6 separate regions of the Mus musculus genome follow, and all the other regions are linked to region 4. Evidence: chromatin contacts called from public Hi-C and promoter capture Hi-C data. All regions are on one chromosome and are shown on one strand. Each heading gives the region's core, a stretch centred on a gene start, on an enhancer-like site or on the middle of the called end of the contact. The rest is flanking DNA. Distances are from core to core; before and after follow the strand shown. Region 1 holds the start of Zfp677 (zinc finger protein 677). Region 2 holds the start of Ppp2r1a (protein phosphatase 2, regulatory subunit A, alpha). Region 3 holds the start of Zfp160 (zinc finger protein 160). Region 4 holds the start of Lnpep (leucyl/cystinyl aminopeptidase). Region 5 holds the start of Zfp54 (zinc finger protein 54). Region 6 holds the start of Zfp51 (zinc finger protein 51).

Region 1 (2,996 bases), core at 137-2,636, 3.8 Mb before region 4:
CAGGTGAGCAGATGTGGGTGATCAGTGAGCCATGTACATGAGAACGAGATTCATCAGAAAGCACATGGATTTCTACTACAGTACTGTGCTCAGTAGATAAAGAGAGGATTTTATAGTGATATAAATATTTAGAACTCATTTCCATTTAGCATAACTGGAAGCCCACATTCAATCACAACTCAGTTAAAACTGACGGGAAGAAATGGAACTCAATGATTGTGATGACAGCACTATACACTTGTGAGATTCTTAATATAGCATGAACCAAGCAAGACTTTGTCATGCAGGGATCACACAATGCACACTTGTTTTCCAGGACCCTGAAGATGAATAAGGGAGAGAGCAAGCAAAGTATTCTCACGTACAAAAACCAGATTGCTGTAATTCTGCAGTATCCAGTCTCTATATAAAAACCTTCTGACCTTTCAGAAGGCATTCCACCTTTTCCTGGAAGAAGTTCACAGTCACACCACTGTCAAGTATCAACAACAAAACAAAACAAAACAAAACAACAACCTACAGTTTGAACAGTTGTGTTAGTGCACACTTTTGGATTCTATTATATTTGCAGCCATTGCTTTTATGACTAGTATATAAACGCTCTCTAGGGATGCCAAGTCACCAAGTAAGTCCTTGGGTGTAACAGGAGAGTTAGGATGGATGAATGTAAATTTCAAGAGCTTTGTCCTTTTCACCTAAACAAAGTGAACTGCATTTGAAATATCAACAGATAAATTCAAATATTCTAGGTTATTTAATAAGAACATTTGGGAAGCTCCAGGTTCGATTGGCTGTCTTTTCCTGTGCTGCACTGCTGACTCTCCTAGGCTGCAGCCAGGAAACTGTGTCTCCTTTTGTTGTTGTTGTTGTTGTTGTTGTCACTGGGGCTCTGATCTTTAAAGAAGCTCTTCTAAACCCGCCCACTACAACCCCGGTTCTGGTCACGTGGCGCCCACAAACATAGGAAAGGACGGGGCTTTCTTTTCCTTAATTACTTTTGTAGACTCCACTCAACTTTTCTCTTTTCTCCCTCTTACTGGGCCAGGCAGTATCCCCGCCCCCCGGATAACCACCACCAAGACCCTAGTTTCCCAGCCCCGCAGCTCCTCTGACCTGGGAGGTTCCAGACCCGCCGGGCTACGGTTCCCCGGCTGAGCCACAGACTGCTGACTCCAGGATGTTCAAGGCATCTGCGGCATAGGGGAGTTTTTGGGTCCTCACAGGACCCCAACCTGTGTCTTCTATACTCAGCTCCGCACCATTCGATCTCACACGATGCAGACCTACAGCTCCTTCAGGTAATGGGCCCTCGCCATTTGGACTTAGCCTTTTCAGCTCAACTTGTCTGGCCTCACTCAGTGTACCATCTTTTTACTTCACACCTCTAACCACGCCCACTCTATACACTTCCGCAACCACCACCCAATGGACATCCACCTTCTATTTCCGGGTGAGCGGCCCCGCCCGTCCCCGTGGAAGACAGTCCCTCTCACCCCAGCCCTGGCTGTCTTTCCTTAAGGCATTTTTGCCTTAGGGAGGGTCATATCAGTATCTTAGATTTTGAAAAGATTGAGGGAAGTCAGTGGTCAGCCCTTTGCTACTAGTCCCGAGCTGAATTCATCCCGCGATGTACTGCTTTCTCCACTAGATGGTGGTCTTGTCAGTACTGATTCAGAAACAAGTTTGTCTTCTGTGACTCATGCTAAAGGTGCTGTGAGGTAAAACAGATTTCTGGTGGATCCAGAGATTTTCCTTGTCCCAGATGCAGAAAACAAGTAAGGTACATATAGCTCTAGTCCTAAAAAAAGACGTTAAACCAGCTCATCTATAGGTCTGGGAATACTGAGGAAGAAGAGGTGTTAAGAAATAAGGGAAAGAAAAGGAAAGACCATTCTCTAGACTCCATATGATTGTAACCAGTAACCAACAACTGTACTTACAAGTACTAGCTTCACACAAGGCCACAGTCAATCTAGGAAAACTAAAAGGCACACTTTTCCCCTCAGATATTGTCCAAGTGTTGCAGGATATTTGATCACACTGTGAATCTGGGATTGTGCTATCGTGTAGCTCTGCCCTTAACACACACTAATCCCTCTGGCTGGAATACAAACACACCCTTAGTACACCCCTTTAATCCCAAACAATGAAGGTAAAGTTAGTTTGTGGAAGGAAGCTCCCTTGTCTGAAAGTGATGTCTAATTGGTGGGTAGACATAGTGAGAAATCAGAGAAAGATCTGACAAAATAGGATATGCCCAACTCTCATGAGAAGAGGGAGGAAAGAGAAGATATGTAAGGGGCAGTAAGAGAGGAAGGAGGCAGTTTTTATCAGGAGAGTTTTACAGAGACAGGTTGAAGAGGGAACAAGCTACACACAGGTGAAGAAAGAACAAGCCAGAGAGTGAGAAAGAGCCAGAAGATCAGAACATATTCCCAAAATTAGTGTGAAGCCAAGTAGAGGCAATCAGTGGAGGCCAAGAAGGAGAGAAAGCTAGATTGAATCAGTGAGTTTGGAGAAGAGCTTGAGCCAGAACAGCTGAGAAGAACCAGCCAGCAAGAGATTAGAAAAAAACAAAAACAAAAACAAAAACTAAAAATGGTTGAGATTATTCAGCAGCAAGTCTCAGAAGCTGAATATATTCTAGGCCTAGCTTGGATTGTACAGAGGCTAGAAGCATCCAGGTCTAGGCCTACCTAGGTTAGTAGATGAAAGTAGTAAGTGTCGGAGACACCAATCACTTTGGTGAAGGAAAAATACATTCACAGGTATGTGTAGGCTCTAGGATTAGACTTGCTGCACATCAGGCTCCAGGACATAGCCCTTAAAAACACAGTCTCACAAATGGCTCTGGTTCATCTCAGTGAGTCCCAGGTAATATGACTAGAGATGAACACAACAGAGAATTTTTCGGATTGTGGACTAGAATAGCAGAGTGGCAGATGAGAGTGAGCAGCACTTCACACACACACACACACACACACACACACACACAC
Region 2 (3,120 bases), core at 566-3,065, 3.3 Mb before region 4:
CTGCCCAGAATCTAATGGCTCCTTCAACAAGCAGGTACTGTTTCAAATTTCAACAAGACTTTCCCATGCTTACTCTACATTTCTTATTTTCTCCTTAAAATTTTCCATAGTCAACATAATGCCTATTTATCTGTGACCACTCACTAAAAGGTTAATTCCTTTAAGGCAAGTTTTGTTCTTTTGTTCTTCAACTATCCAAAATACCACTCTGAAGAAAGGCCCAGCAAACACTTGCTGATTCACTCTTTCAACATTGACAAGTCTCATTCTTTCTTACATGTGGTAATATGCAGATTTAGTTCTGTTTACCTGTTTCACATCTAGCCTTTGTACAGCAACCAGACTGCTTCTTTCTTGATACAGTGTCACCAGGCTAGCCTTGACACTGCCTTTGCCTCCTGAGTGCTGGGATTGCTAGCATGCATGCACCACTATACCAAGCTCTGGTCTCCTTTATGACCCAATAACATTCCTCATGCTTTGCATGTGTTTACAGAACATATGCAAATAAATTCATTCAGTATACCCAAAACCAGATTATTATTCCCATTTAACAGAAGAGAAACACAGACTGCCTGAGTCAATTTGCAAAAATTGCAAGATCCAGGAGTACAAATCCAGTCTTGCCAACAATGGAACCAGAGTCACACATAAATACGTAAGACTTAGAGGATAGGCCCAGGTTCAGGAAGGTGACTGAGTGCAGCATGAACAATTCTATATAAAAGGAAAAGCAGAGGGCTGTAGCACAGTGCCACAATAGCCACACCCCCAAAATAATTGCTAACATTTATAGAGCCTTTACATACAGCCAGTTTCATTTTACTACTTTTCCTCGGCCACCGAGGGAAACCAGGACTATTATTAGCCGCTATTTGTAGAAAACAGAAGCCAGGGGCGATGAAATAATGTGCACACAAGGTCATCCTCAGGTGAGAGGATGCGGCCTTGAGGTCTGACCTCTTTTTCAAATCCAAAGCAGTCCGACAACTCTGGGGTCCTGGCTCATTCTTCTCCCATGAACCAGAACTATCAACTCTCTTGGCAGGCCGGCTTGGGACCAGGTCGGAGAACAGGTGGGTCTGTGCACGTTACCCACCCCAGCTACGGCTAGTTAAATCTCAGGAGAGGATACTTTCACCGCCTCCTTCCTCCTCCTTCAGGAGAGCTAACCCAAAATACAAGGTGGAGGTCGGTGAAGAATGGACAGAAATCTCGGTATCAGTCCCCAATCCCAATATCAGTCCCCACTCCTTCCAGTTAAAACGAAAACATTAAAAGCAATGGGAACTCTACCCGGGTCGCCAGGACCCCTGAGGGTTTCTACTCAGCAGGTCACGCGCCCCCGCCGATTCTCTACAAAGAGCCATTCTGAGTCCGCCGCCAATCACCGACTGGCAGGCGGCAACAAGACCGCCACCCTATCTCGGGCCGCCCAGGCCCAGATCTGGGGCGGCCGCGCGCACTCAGGTAGGACCCTCGAGGCTTGCCCTCCGCTTGGCCGGGCACCCAATGAAGGCTGCCATCTCATCGAACCTTGCTATTAAGAAAGATGAGACCTGAATTCTGATTGGCTGCCGCTGCTTTCCGCCACTCCCGGAGAACCCGGAGCCATCGCTCCCACATTCCGCGAAGATCCCCGTCCCCGATCTCCCCCACACACTCTAACGGAAGGATCCCCGTACCTGAACGTCCTCATTGCGGAGTTCATCTATGAGCACCGCAATAGGATAGAGCGAATCGTCACCGTCGGCAGCTGCCATCTTGGCTCCCTGGCGTTTCTATCAGGCAGCAGCGAGCTCCAGGCGGAATCCGGGATCGGGCGGGGCGGTGCCGGGGAAAGGACGCAAAGCGGACGTGGGGGCGCCCGAGCCGCCCTACAGGGGCCGTCCCGCCGCCATTGCCGCACAAGCTCGCGTCTGTTTGGTCTGAACCAACCAAGTCCCGCCTACTTCTCATTCACCATTGGCCGGACGAATGAGATGTTTTTCCCGAAGGACGAGAGGAACCGGAAGTGAAGTATCTTAGTGACCAAGATTGTGCCCGCCTACGTCGCTGCTAGCAACCACGGGAACAAGCAGGTCTAGCTGCCAATGAGAGTCGAGGGTGGGAGGTGGCTAAGATGGCCCCTTGGGGAGAGGCGGAGAAGACTTAAGCTGGAGTCTTGGGAGCTATGCGTGACGTAATGAAGGACATGCTTGTCTGGTTCTGCTATACCGGTCTCTGTAAAGGAGGGACTCCTAAGTAGGGAGATTTGCCTTGCTTGGTTTCTAGGATGCGGTTCTGGGGCTCTTGGCGTTCAAGGCTTTATTACCCACCCCCCTTACCCGGAAGAAATAGAGCGGCCAGAGCGAGTCTTCATCCTGCCGGGGAGCTTCTAGGTAGCTAGTAAAAAATGAACAAGGTCGAAAGTTTTTTGAGGATGGACCTCTGCCTCATAATGAGCTTGGGCGCTGTGATTCACTTAGAAGGCGAATATAAAACTATCACAATCCTTTCTCCTTAAGGTTGAAAATATGAAAGGGAAGAAGGTGGGCATAGCGGGGTTGTTAGATGCTATCAAGGTTGTTAAAGCGTGGCTATTTCTATACTTGATTTTTGTTTTCTCCTTTCGACTCCCCTCGCCTCTCCCCTCCTCCATCATCCTCCCCCCCACACCTCCATTCCTCCCTTCCCCCTTCTTCCTCTCCAATTAGAGAGAAAATTGAGAAAGCACCCTCACAGAGAGTGGAAATAAACAAACAAACAAACAAACAACCCCCCCCCCCTCACAGAGAGTAGGCGTTCCTAAGTAATGATGCAGATCACATATCTCTGGCCCTGAATAGGAAACACTTGGTCTTGTGATAACGAACAGAAGGCATAGCCATGTGTGAAAGTGCACATGCTTTCAATCATGAAACTCAGGAAGCAAAAACTTGTCATCTTTCTGAGATTGACATCATCTTGGTCTACATAGTGACCTCCGGGCCAGTCAAAGGTCTATGGTGTAACCCTCAAAAGACAGCCATACCATTGCCTCATCCCATAAGAGTTAATCCAAATGGTCTGGCTTAGAAACTTCAGTTTATACGCTACCTCACTAAAAGAGTTTGGCACAATGGTACCATTGTCTATTCT
Region 3 (3,163 bases), core at 266-2,765, 3.4 Mb before region 4:
CATTTACTGTGACCGGAGGCAACACATTCTATGCTAAAAGTTAAGTGTTAGGGGGTTAGAAGAATCCCACAGCTCCTCCACACATTACCCCTGTCAAAGAAGGGTGACACTGTCTAAAAAATCTCACATTAGTTCTGGCTGTATAAGGACTATAAAGGATCAGTAAACACCAACAGTATTTATTCATTGAGAAAGTGTCTTAGTTATTTGTCTTAGTATTCCACGCCACCTTTAAAGTCTCCATTTTCCTACCCCAGCTTTCTTCCCACATGCTGGCATTACTGATCTGTGCCACCATGCCTAACACAATACCAGTTAATGCCCATCAGATCAAGTTTTGCAACTCTCTTCCATACCACTAAAATTCAAACAAAAATTAAGGGTTTTTTTATTTCAACAACAAAGACAAGCTCAGTAATAATAACCTTACTATTCCATCAACTTCTGCTTTATCCAGCCTGCCCCTCCCTCATTCTGCACTATCTTATTCACACTTTCTGAAGGGACTTTGCCAGCTCCAGCATGGTGACCATGACTCTGGTAGGCCTTGCCCCTTTCCTCTCTCTGCCTTGCTAAAAACTCTCAGATTACATTCCTAAAGCTACACCCAAAGTCTATTCCTTTATTTGGCCAATTCCTCCTCCTGACACTTACTATGAAGGCCCAGCTATCAAAGCATTGAAGTCTGGCAACCGAAAGGCACCTCTGGCTCACCTAATTAATGTGCCAGCTAAACACCTCGTCCTAATAAGGGGATTCTCATTTTACCTCTATAAGCCGCCATTTGCCTATGGGTCACATCTGTCTCCTCTCTATCTAGAAACAGTCATTTGTCCCACTTCTGGACAAATACTCCTAACCCCTCTCTCTTGCCCCTTTCTGCCCTCTTCTTTGTTCCCTTCCCCTTCTTCCTCTATCTCCTGTCTCTGACCTTTATCCGGGCCTTCTGTACCTCTAAGACAAATAAATCTTTGTGCTGAGAACTTGGTCTGAGAACTTGGTCTTGGAAGTTCTCCCCAGATACTTTCCCTTTCGCTTCCATCGCCTGCTTTTCTTTCTGTCACACATTATGGCAGTTTAGCTGTTCTCTCACCCTCCTCTCCACTCTTGCCAGCATCTCCAGACCCTGCTTTCTTTTTCCTTTCCACCAGGCGCCGCGGCAAGCTGCTCCTCTGCTATTCTGTCACCCGCGGCACTCTCTAGTACCGCATCACCTGGCACTGCCCGCACAAACGATAGTCATGTCTCCTCCCCGACCGCTGAAGCTTTTGAATCCGTGCCCCCGCTCCTTCCTGGCTCCATCCCCTCCCCTGGCTCCGCTGCCATCTCTCTCTCCCACGTTCCTACTTCCTCAGTCTCGCAGCTCTCCGCGTCACCGAGTGGAGCTTTGCACACAAGATGGGGACTCCAGGGCAGAGGTCCGGGTTCTGAGTGCCAGCAACCGGCCTAAAGAATCTGGGAAAACTCACCCAGCTACAAAATTTATGCAGAGCAAAACCGCTTCCGGGTCGCTGCGCAGGAGTGCATTCAGCATTCGCGGTCAGATCCGGGGTAAAATAAGGCGGGACCAGAGAACAAGTGATTGACGCTAACAAGGGGCGGTACCTAGAAAGGAAGCTGCTCTGAGAAGGAAATTTTAGGGCATGCTGGCCACTGCGTGCTAGTGGGACTTGGAACAGGAAACTGTTGCTTGGAGGGGACAGTATTTAAAGAAATGTTTATGGGCTAGAGAGGACCTGAATGCTGAGAATGGCGTGGTGAGGGCTTAGAACTGTTTCGGAAAACAGCGGGGTGGGGGTGGAGGGTCAAACCAAATAATGGACTAGAAGGGAGTGTGGGGATGCATTGGAGAGTAGGATAGTGCTCAAGTACAAGTGGGCATGGGTCTGGCTCTACAAGGGGATTCAGAGTAGGTTGTGTTCTTGGTGCACAGTTCTCAGTCCCTCCTTATTCTCCCACAGGTTCCTAGCTCTAAGGAGCAGGGCTCCTGAGCATTGTCAATCAGTAACCATGCATAGGTAGGAGAGTCGGGGACGATGGTGAATATAAGCAAGCATTGATTTTATTTTTAATTCGAAGAGTTTTATATATAAAAACAATTACCTATTTTAAAAGTTATATTTTCTGTTACAAAAGAGAATTGCATTCACAAAGGTCATGAACGATTGGCATTGAAGATCGATTCTTTTTTTAAGTGCCAACTTTTCTCTTTGTAATAAAAATAACAATTTAAAAATATTTTAAGTGCTTTTTGGCTTGAAAGTTTGAAACAGCATATAAGCTATTTTGGCATTCTCATTGAAAGTTCTTACTGTATCTACTTTAAATAGAAACAAACTCTTGCATACAAGTACATGTGTTCTAAAGGATGTTTGTGACAGCAGTCTGCAGATGTAACTGTCAAAGGTCAGCGGGAATAATTTGAGGAATGGCTAATGAAAAATATTTCTTCTCATTTCCACCATGTAGCATATCTACAGTTCATCAAACATTTCCAAAGGAAGTACACATAGAATTCAACAAACTATCACCAGTATAGAATAATGAGATGCACTGAGTTTCCCTGGTACTTCACCATTGCAAAGTACTTTCAGATACATACTTTTAAATATATAATGAATAGTAATCATTTCACCCTACACTACTGTCTCATGATCCCTACTACTTCCTGCTGAACATTTTAATATATGCATTATGTTAGTAGAAAGTCATTTGCTATTCATCCTATTGAAAGCAGTTGCTCAGAGTCTGGACATCCTCTCTGCAAATGTCCTTCAAAATGCCATGTCCTTGGGCAGGTTGCCCCCCTAAATCTGAAGCAGAGGTAAGAAAAAGAGAAGAGGAAACAAAGATATTTAAAATATGGTATTGCTCTTGAGAACCACTAGAAGGTGAACCATTTCCATAAGGATTCTTTTATCTCATGAATATGTGCCTAGGGTCCTGTACTGGCTGGTTTTGTGTGTCAACTTGACACAAGCTGAAGGTATCACAGAGAAAGGAAACTCCCTTGAGGAAATGCCTCCATGAGATCCTGCTATAAGGCATTTTCTCAATTAGTGAACAAGGGAGGGAGGGCCTATTCTGAGTGGTGCCATCCTTGGACTGGTAGTCTTGGGTTCTATAAGAAAGCAAGCTGAACAATCCAGGAGAAGCAAGCCAA
Region 4 (3,135 bases), core at 288-2,787:
ATTCTCTGTAGGGGTGACATTTGAGTTAAGAAAATGACAGGAAGAAGTAAGCAAACAAAACACAAAGCTGTGGAACAATTTTGCAAGGAGGGTTTTGTTTTGTTTAAAAAAAAATAAGTAAAGGTACGGTTAACGATGCTGAATAAATCGCGCCAACTTCTAGGAGCCTTATGAAAGCTTCGGGGCCATTAAAGGGCGAGAATGTTAATGAGGTCCCAGAGTTAGGTAAGGAGTTTAGTGGTTACTCCAAGTACAGTTGGTTTTCACAGGGCGTTGTAAAACAGGAGTGGAACGTAGTGGATGTAATACAATCGACCTCTTAAAAACACTGCACTTCGGGTTTACTTCTTTGAACGTAGAATTTCCTTATCGATCGAACATCATCCCTTTCTCCTCTTTCGCCCAGGATATTTGTACAGGTTTAGATTTTGTTTGCACGGGTTGACAGCCTGGGAGGAGGAGTGTGTGACAGTTGGCTCGCGCAGTGAGGCCAAGGCCTAGCCAAGTCGCCGCAGGGGACGAAGCAGTGAGTGGGGAGGAAAGAGGAGCTGTGGCTGCGGTTGGGAGGGATGGGGGAGCCTCTTCGCGGGGTGTTGACTTCCGGCAGTTGGAGAAACAGGAGCTAGCAGGAGCTAACGCGGTCTCTACGTGTCTCGTAGGCTGCCGGGGACCGCCCCGATTTGGCACCGGAAACAATGGGGCCCGAGGCAAAGGCGCGAGTACTAGGGGAAGGGGGAACTTGGCTCCCTCCGGTCTAGCCCCGCGGAATCAGGCCGTGTACCCTGAAGGCTGGGAGCAGCCAACTGCTGGTGTCGAGTAAGGACAGGACTAGGCAGGCGGGCCTCTCTGCACACAACCTCTGCGCGCACGGTCCGTTCTCCTACACCCCGCTCCGGGTTTTGAGATCTGCTCGCAGTTCTAAGCCCAGCCCTAAGCAAAGGGCACCGATCGACTCCCGGGCCCCTCCCTTCCTCTGGCCTCCGGCTTTGCTGCAGCAGCAGCTGCTGCAGGGCGTTCTGCTAAAGGAGGGAAGTCGGGCCGACCACCGCCGCAGGGCTTGCTCCGGCGGTTAAGAAGAGCGCCGCCCCGGGCTAGCCCAGCGTAGAGGCCGACCCACCCTGGGCCTTGTCTTGCTTTCAGAACGCGAAGGGCGACAACCCCTCTGGCGACAGCATCACCGGCCGCATTTCCGGGCTCAGTACTGGGGTGGCCGCACCCGAAACACGGCCGGATGCAGTAGTAGGTGTACCAGTTGTCTGAACCGGGGTACTACAGCTCTGCGGCACAGACAGCGCGGCGGCTAGAAGTGAGCTCCGGGGGTGGGGCTCTAAGCCCCGCCCCAGCACTGCGCTCCTCCCCGCCGCCCCTGGGCGGAGTGGGCCTAGGGTTGAGCGATGCTTAGCGTCCACGCCTCAGTGGGTCTTTTGCAGCAGTTGCGAAAACCCGGAACGAAGGTGTTGTTGCCGTGCGGCGGAGCGGCGCCGCCCCTCGCCGCACCTCCCCGGCAGCCCTCGGAGGCCTTTGCTGGGCATGCTCAGTCGTCAGGACCGCTTCGGCTCTCGGAGTAGGAAGCTTGGGGCGCTGGGCTGGTAAGGACCCGCGGCGGGGCGAAGATGGAGTCCTTTACCAATGGTGAGTGGCTAGCCCGAGTCGCGGATTCCCGGGCTCTCAGGGTCCAGAGGGTCAGATGTGGCAAGGGGGTCAGGCTGCAGGCATCCCTGCCAAGGGTTTCCCAGGCGGGCCGGGGGGCGGCAGAGGGGCCAGGGTCGGCTGGGGCAGGCGTGAAGGTCAGCCCTCTCCCGGGGGCCAGCCCCGAACCTCCAGGTGAGGTAGTCGGCAAAGTTTGGGATGCTTGCGCGGTGGAGGGGGCGGCGGCAAAGTTGGCAACGGCGTTGGTCCTGGGGGAAGCGGCCGCGGCCAGGAGAAGCTGCGGCCCCGGCGAAAGCCTACTCGTGCGGGGAGCCTGGAGCTGTCCGCCCGTCCTTCACCGAGCTGTCCGCATGCCTTTCCGTAACAGGGCGGGGTGGGGCCGCGGCTGGCAGCGTGATTTAGTGCACTGCAGGGAAGGAAACTTACCGGGGGCTGGCTAGTACTGCTCGGTGTGGCGAAGATGCCGCCCCGCATTGCCACCCGTCTGCCTACCGCTGCTCCGCAGGTCGACCAAACTTCTTTTTACCAGCTAGTGATGTTTGATCTTCTAGTTAGAGATCCATTGAATATCAATGGCCCTTGTTGGGCTTATATCATAAGGTGGCATGGGTGTGTGTGTGTGAAAGTCAAAGCAGTCTGTGTCCAGAAAATAGCCACGGCCCTTTACTTCATGGCTTTTGTCTGGGCTTGTAGTGCTTGAGTCTCAATATAGAGGTGAGATGATGTCTCACCATTTTATGGTGTTTAAATATATGGATTCCACTTTAGGATGGAAAGTAGGAAAACTGCTAATAAAGGGTAGGGCTTAATGAGATTAGAGGATCCACTTTCTACTTGGCATGTGTTTCCAGTGTGGTTGGTTACTTCAGGTAGGTAGAAAGTCAGATTAATGGGAGAGAAGCATATTATTGTTGGGAGGGGGGTCGCATGCCACTTAAGGAACTGGGAAGGGGGAGGGGACACCCACTCTATCCACTCTAATGCCTAGGCTGGACTTTGTTGTGTTCTTTAACATTGTTTACCACATCGCTGGAGCTGTGACCTACTCATTATGTTCTCCTTTTCCCTAATTCGGGATGCTTTATTCTCCTGCCATCTTTCTGTCTGCAGTGTTTAATTAGGCTTAGTAATGACAGCTTTAACTCCAAATTTCTTTCTCATATGTGTTCTATTTGTAATTACCAAGTTTCTAAGAATAGTCTGGTAAACTTACTCAGAGAATTAAGGAAGATTTGAACTGAAAGGCACCATAGAGACCATCTAGGATTTGAGTGTAAAATGTGCTTAAAAGAGGTATAAAATTTTCCAAGACGTTTTCTTCCTTCTAGGCAGAATTATTGGAGCCTCCTTGTTTTAAATATGTAGGTAAGATTTTTAATTATGAAATCTTACCCAATTGAAAACAAGAATGAGTCATTTATTTAGTCAGGTTTTTCCCTGGTTGATTTGTTGAACTTCCCCCCTACATAATTAAAGTACATTTTC
Region 5 (3,071 bases), core at 365-2,864, 3.8 Mb before region 4:
TGATCTCATGGCCCACTTCCACATTTACCTGAACCCCTTGCCTTCCCTTGACCAATCCCCCAACATACCTGGATCCTTAGCTACTGTCTCCTCCCTGTCCACCTTCCAGGTCTGTGTTCTGTTCCACAGGTGAGCTGATCTGGATGATCAGTGAGCCTGTACTTGGATTCCTAGCACAGTACTGTGCTCAGTCAATAAAGAGGAACAAAACTGAAGACTGTACAATGATCCCCCAAATGCCATTCAGTGTCAGAATATTGAAAAATATTTAGAAAACATTTTCAGTTAGTCTAGCGTGAACCTCACTTCCAATCACAGCTTCTTGAAAACTTATGGGTAGAAATGAAACTGGATGATTGGAATGAGAATAATATACACTAATAAAGTTCTGAACTTATCATGAACTGAAAATGATGGAAGCCTTTGTAGCTTGATCATGGACTTTTTTTTTCTCTCTCTCTCTCTTTCTCTTTAGGACAGCAGCTTGGCCACTTTCTGACCCAAGGGGCTGGAAATGGCAGTTATGGCCCTAAGAGAAACCTGGGGATGATGCTGGGGTAGGAGGGGAGGCTAGTCATTTCAGTGCCTCCAGGGCCTTAAAACCTGGAAATCCCTTCATTACTCAGTGTTAACAGATTACATTGTTCCAGCTTTAATGACCAAGCAATACTTCAGGACCCACTGTTCTTTTCCAGTACGTCATTTCACATGCTCCAAAGACACTATAAACACCCATCCCTCTGCCTAGCCTTCCAACTCTCTTCCCTTTCAGAGTAGCTGCCATTCTGTTTATCTGCAATATATCTCTTGCACGATGTTTGTTGTGTGGTGTGACTTTGTTGTATTGCTTTTGCTCCTGACTGCAAAGATGCCCTTGCTCTTAAAAATTCCTTACATGTTCCTTTCATTACTGATAGTTAAAACCTCTCCGTAGGTGCCAAGTTCCCAGGTATACAAAGAAATTAGTGTGGACTAATGTAAATTTCAGGAGCGTTGTCCTTTCTATCATAGCAAAATAACAAGAACAAAACAAAAACAACAACCAAACCAAACACGTTTGCCAATATTAACAGATAGTTTCAAATACTCCACTAGAGTACTTCTATAAGAAAAATTTGCCAAGAGAATAAATGGAAAAAAAATCAGTATTCATCAACTTAGTATGGTCTAAAATCTATGGGCAAGGGCAAGACATGAAGAGCAGAATTTTGAGAGCTGTCATTTTTATGAGTAGCCGAGGAAATATCTCACCCCTGTCTGATTCCTTCCCTTTCCCAGCCCCTTAGCTCCTCTAACCTGGTAGGTTACAGCCCTCCCCCACTGGGCTGTGGTTCCACCGGTTGGGCTGCTGCCTGCTGACTCTCCCAGGATGCCCCGCGCGGCACCTGAGGCTCAGGGTAGTTTTTTGCGTCCCCTTGAAACCCTTCTTGTATCCTCTGACTCCAGGTCTGCATCACAAGATTCTCCACGGTGCATGCCAGCGAGTTCCTCGAGGAAGACGTCCTTGCCACTTTTGGGTTTGGCTCCTCAGTCAACTTACCTAGGTTCACTAAAGAACAGTCCCAGCTATCACGCCACTCCTCTAATCCCAGCTCCATTCAACACACTTCCTCCACACAACACACTTCCTCCACACCCATATACTGTCCCCAACGGCTGTTTCCGGTGAGTGGCCCCACCCCCCCGGAGACAGGTCCCTCCCTATCAGTCTCAGGCTGCGGTCCACACAGTTCCAGCTGTCAAGCTTCTCTGAACCCGCTCTCCACAGACTCCCCACAAGTTTGCTGTCAGCGTAGACTAGAACTGGATCTGACAGGACGCTGCACCCGGATATCTGACCACCATACTGAGTTCTGAACCCTTCAGATAAAAGATAGCCTTACACCTCGACTTGACTACCAGCCCGTGAGCGACAAACTTATCCCAAACAATCCCAACACACAAAAATGACAAGTCAAAACCAAATCCTGAAAATTTGACTTGCGGAGAGACATTTAAAGAACTTGGATTTTGAAAAGAAATAGGTGTCTCAAGAAGTCAGTGAATTTATCTTGAGCTGCATGGCTTTCACCACTAGATGGTGGTCTTGCCATTTTCCTAATTCAGAGAGGAGTTTGTCTTCTGTGACTCAAGATAAAAGTGCTTTGAGATAAAACAGACTGTACTAACCCAGCATAATCCCAAAGAATAAACTAAACATTTTCTCTCCTGCCCACGAATAAGCTTAGTCTTCACCCCTTATCAAGAAACTTTTCTCTACTACAGAGACCACTGTAAAAAACTACAGTAATCACAATGCAGAGTTGTGATCATTATGGGGTAGGTCATTATGAATGTTTTGTCTACATTGCCCACTATAATAACTATGATCACCTTGTCTCTGGTGATTCGATGCTGCCACCTGGCCTTTGTTACCTTGGGGCAAAATTAAATCCATTACATTTAATTCATTCAATTGAGTAGCAGTATCTCCAACCCTAAGGTCTGGCACAAGGAAAAGGGCAAGAACAAAACTCTTCAAATGTGCTGTTGCCCCTCTCGCCAGTTTTTGTCCAGAGATACTAAGAGCAACAAGCCAGGCAAATCAGTTTTCTTATTTCCCTCCAAATTGTAGAAAACTTCGTGTACAGGGTCACCTAATTCACACCAGTCACAGTTGATGAATCAAGATAATCAAAGGCATTTGCATATAGTTTCCACCACTGGCCTCCTATATTCTCCAAGCTCCCAGGGGAGAAAGTATCTGGAGAAATTTCAGGAGTTGAAGGTGCCTAGTGAATTAGAAGATGCTGACAAATTATTAAACGGATTCCAGATTCTTAAGACATTCATTCTTATACTTCTGCTCCTCTAGAACCAATCCTGGTACCAACTTGTGTCTTAGTTAGGATTCTCTAGAGTCACATAACTTATGGAATATCTCTATATACATTAAGGGGATTTATTGTAATGACTTACAGTCTGTAGTCCAACTAACCCAACAATGGGAAGCTGTGAATGGGAAGTCCAAGATTCTAATAGTTGCTCAGTCCCATGAAGCTAGTTGTTTAAGCTGGTCTTCTATGGAAGTA
Region 6 (3,082 bases), core at 316-2,815, 3.8 Mb before region 4:
AATACAAAACAACAGTTTGAATAGTGGTCCTGGTGCACACCTTTAACGCTAGCACTCAGGAAACAGAGTCAGGTGTAACTCAGTGACTTCCAGTCCAGCCTAGTCTACATGACAGGATGAGTTCTGGGCCAGACAGAGGGACACAATGGGTTCAAGCCACAGACAAAACAAACACAGGAACTAAGCCAAACTAAACCAAACCAAACCAAAAAACAGTTTGTGTTCATGGACAAAGTGGTTTTCTAGAACTAAGGAGACAAAATACTTTTGCTGTCTTTTTTCTGATATAGAAGAGCTAAAGTAATTATTTGAAAGATGATTTATAGTACCATCATATACAATATAATACCTTTTCTGTTTTATTTCTTTTTTCCTTTTCCTTCTCCCTCTTCCCACTGACATTTCTCTGTGGTTCTAGCTGTCCTTAAACTCCCTTTATGTACCAGGGTGGCAAGGAACTCCCAGATCCAATTGCCTCAGTTTCCTAAGTGTAGGCATTAAAGGCTTGTGATTAAAGGATTAAAGGGTTATAGGATACAGGGATTAAAGGATTAAAAACTGGTTTATAATGTCCTTTCTAACTGTGAACTGTAGCAGATGTGCAACTTGGTTATCATGTTGGTCCCCTAACAACTGGAGCAGAGGCTGTCTCTGACTCTGTTGACTGCCTTTGGATCCCCTTTCCCTAACTGGGCTGCCTTGTCTAGCCTCAATAGCCTCAGTGCAGTGCCTAATCCCACTGCATCTTGATATGCCAAGGAGGGTGGATATCCACAGGAGGCTTTCCCTTCTCTGAGGATAAAGAGAGGAAGGTGTAGGATAGGGGGAGGAAGGTAGTGGAGGAGTGAGAGACTAGAAGGAGAGGAAGAAGTGATGACAATCACTTCTAGTTATATTTACAACTATATCTACGAAACTCGCAACAAATATACGCTGAGATTCAGTTACATTTCCAGCCATTCCTTTCATGAGTAATAGCTAAAAGCTCTCTGGGGATGTTAAGTCACCAAGTATGTCCTGGGTATAACAGTGGAGTTAGCATGGATGTAAGTAAATTTAAAGAGCTTTATCCTTTATCTCAACAAAGAGAACTGGTTTGCAAACTTCAGTAGATAAACTAAAATATTCTACTATTCTACTATTTTGAATATTTTGGCAATCATTTGGTCAATGAAAAACACATCAGGATTATTTCAGTTTATATGCACTAAAATATATCGAGCCAGCTTACTTATGAACACCAGAAAAACTGATCACGCCCTGCTCTCTTCCGGCCCCTTCCCAGCCCCGTAGCTCCTTTGACTTGGGAGGTTTCTGAGCTATGGTTCCAGCTGCTGTGCTGCTGACTCTCCCAAGATGCCCCGCGCGGCACACGGCTGGCCGGCGTTTTACCTTCCCCTAAATTCCTCCCCGTTCTGCTATCCCAGGTCTACACTACGCGATTCCCTACGGTGCAGGGCCGTGAGCTCTGGACGTGAACAGGTCGTTAACACTTTTGGCTTTGGTTCTCAACTTACCTGGCTTCACTCACCTAGTTTCCCAGCTTCCGCTCACGTCACTCCTCTAACTCCTCCCACTCAACACTTTTCTACACTTCCTGGTAACGTCCAATGTGCTTGCACCCTCCGTTTCCGGGTGAGTGGCCCTGCCCCGCGGAGACCCGTCCCTCCCACTTTGTCTCTGGCTGCCTTCCACACAGGCCCAGCTGTCAGCTCGCCCAGCCTCCCCTCATGCTTGCTGCTAGCTAGACCAGAAGTGGATCTGGTAGGACTTTGCACCCCGATATCTGACCCCCATAGTGAGTTCAGAACCATTTAGATAAATGACCGGAAGCCTAACACCTCCTGGACTTCCAGCCGCTGGAATACATACTTTGTACCAAACAACAACAACACAGGCTAAATTCAGAAGCCCAAGTCCCATCCCCAAAACACAAACATGAGAAGCCAAAAGCAAATCCTAAAATTTTGACTTGGGAGAGACTTTTAAAGAACTTGGAATTTGAAAAGAAATAGGTGTCTCAAGAATTCAGTGGCTCTTTGCTATCCGCCCAGGGCCGAATTCATCCTGTGCTGTACTGATGTTACCACTAGATGGCGGTCTGTCATTTTACTAACTCAGAAAGGAGTTAGTCTTGTGATTTATGCTTAAAGTGAGAAAAACCAATTCTTTCTTTCTTTCTTTCTTTCTTTCTTTCTTTCTTTCTTTCTTTCTTTCTTTCTTTCTTTCTTTCTTTCTTTCTTTCTTCCTTCCTTCCTTCCTTCCTTCCTTCCTTCCTTCTCTCCTCCCTTCCTTCCACCCCTCTATTTATTTATTTATTTATTTATCTATTTATCTCTTTCTCTCTTCCTCCCTCCCTCCCTCCCTCCCTTTTTTCTGGAGTGTTGAATGCAGAGACCTTAACTTGCACAGATGCAAAAAATAAGGTATATGGTTCTAGTCTTAATATAGTCAGTTACTAGTTAGTTCATCTAGCTTGGTGAACACCAAAGAAGAGGTGGTTAGGATATAAGAAGGAAAAGAGGAGAGGATGGGCTAAGACACACTATTCTCTAGACTCCATACAATTATTGTAATCAGTAACCAACAGCAGCTGTCTTTATGTTCACTGGCCTCACACAAGACCACAGTCATTCTAGGAACTGGAACAGCTCACTTTACCTCCCAGAGGTTGGCTATGGATAGATTGTAGGAGAATAATCACTACCTTTAGTTGTCATCTTGTGCTGAGCACATCAGGCTCCAACACATAGCTCCTATCTTACTGGGTCCCTGGCAATATGAATAGAGATGAACACAATCGAGAGGTTTGTTGGAATTGTAAATCAGAAGAGCAGAGTTTTAGGAGTGGAATATGTACTTTATATCAAAAGTATACCAAAATATTGGGCAATACTTGATGTGGACATACAAATGCAATATGCAAGTGTGAAATAGCTAATAATAGAAAACTTGGGGGAGGTCATTCATTCACTCACTCATTCATTTGAGAAAGGTTTTCTTTGTGTAACACAATTATTAATGAAGTGTGCTACCATGCCCAGTTCAAAAAACATTTTTTTAAAAGAAACATATTTATTTC

The links. Promoter capture Hi-C pulls out the DNA fragments that hold promoters and counts their contacts. Hi-C and Micro-C count contacts between places; a contact is called where the count stands out from the background.
Region 1: a contact with region 4 is called in a promoter capture Hi-C map of pre-B cells. The contact joins the promoter of Zfp677 here to the promoter of Lnpep in region 4. A contact is called at or near these places in 3 of 39 promoter capture datasets (cranial neural crest, maxillary cranial neural crest and pre-B cells).
Region 2: a contact with region 4 is called in a Hi-C map of regulatory T cells, with 5 times the contacts expected there. The contact joins the promoter of Ppp2r1a here to the promoter of Lnpep in region 4. A contact is called at or near these places in 2 of 39 promoter capture datasets (pre-B cells and second pharyngeal arch cranial neural crest) and 3 of 484 Hi-C or Micro-C datasets (CD4 T cells, forebrain and regulatory T cells).
Region 3: a contact with region 4 is called in a Hi-C map of liver, with 3 times the contacts expected there. The contact joins the promoter of Zfp160 here to the promoter of Lnpep in region 4. A contact is called at or near these places in 3 of 39 promoter capture datasets (cranial neural crest, maxillary cranial neural crest and pre-B cells) and 1 of 484 Hi-C or Micro-C datasets (liver).
Region 5: a promoter capture Hi-C map of pre-B cells shows a contact between it and region 4. The contact joins the promoter of Zfp54 here to the promoter of Lnpep in region 4. A contact is called at or near these places in 3 of 39 promoter capture datasets (cranial neural crest, frontonasal cranial neural crest and pre-B cells).
Region 6: a contact with region 4 is called in a Hi-C map of B cells, with 5 read pairs. The contact joins the promoter of Zfp51 here to the promoter of Lnpep in region 4. A contact is called at or near these places in 3 of 39 promoter capture datasets (cranial neural crest, frontonasal cranial neural crest and pre-B cells) and 1 of 484 Hi-C or Micro-C datasets (B cells).

The regions. Positions count from the first base shown.
Region 1 is chr17:21,382,138-21,385,133 of GRCm38.p6, reverse strand. It overlaps Zfp677 (zinc finger protein 677), which reads right to left and starts at 1,386. Exons shown (of 4, transcript NM_172486.2): 1 at 1,114-1,386.
Region 2 is chr17:20,944,149-20,947,268 of GRCm38.p6, reverse strand. Ppp2r1a (protein phosphatase 2, regulatory subunit A, alpha) reads right to left here and starts at 1,815. Exons shown (of 15, transcript NM_016891.3): 1 at 1,686-1,815. The coding sequence starts at 1,763.
Region 3 is chr17:21,007,293-21,010,455 of GRCm38.p6, reverse strand. Zfp160 (zinc finger protein 160) reads right to left here and starts at 1,515. Exons shown (of 5, transcript NM_145483.2): 1 at 1,470-1,515.
Region 4 is chr17:17,622,891-17,626,025 of GRCm38.p6, reverse strand. Lnpep (leucyl/cystinyl aminopeptidase) reads left to right here and starts at 1,537. Exons shown (of 18, transcript NM_172827.3): 1 at 1,537-1,632. The coding sequence starts at 1,614.
Region 5 is chr17:21,421,787-21,424,857 of GRCm38.p6, reverse strand. It overlaps Zfp54 (zinc finger protein 54), which reads right to left and starts at 1,614. Exons shown (of 5, transcript NM_001379357.1): 1 at 1,541-1,614.
Region 6 is chr17:21,448,857-21,451,938 of GRCm38.p6, reverse strand. It overlaps Zfp51 (zinc finger protein 51), which reads right to left and starts at 1,565. Exons shown (of 5, transcript NM_009558.4): 1 at 1,518-1,565.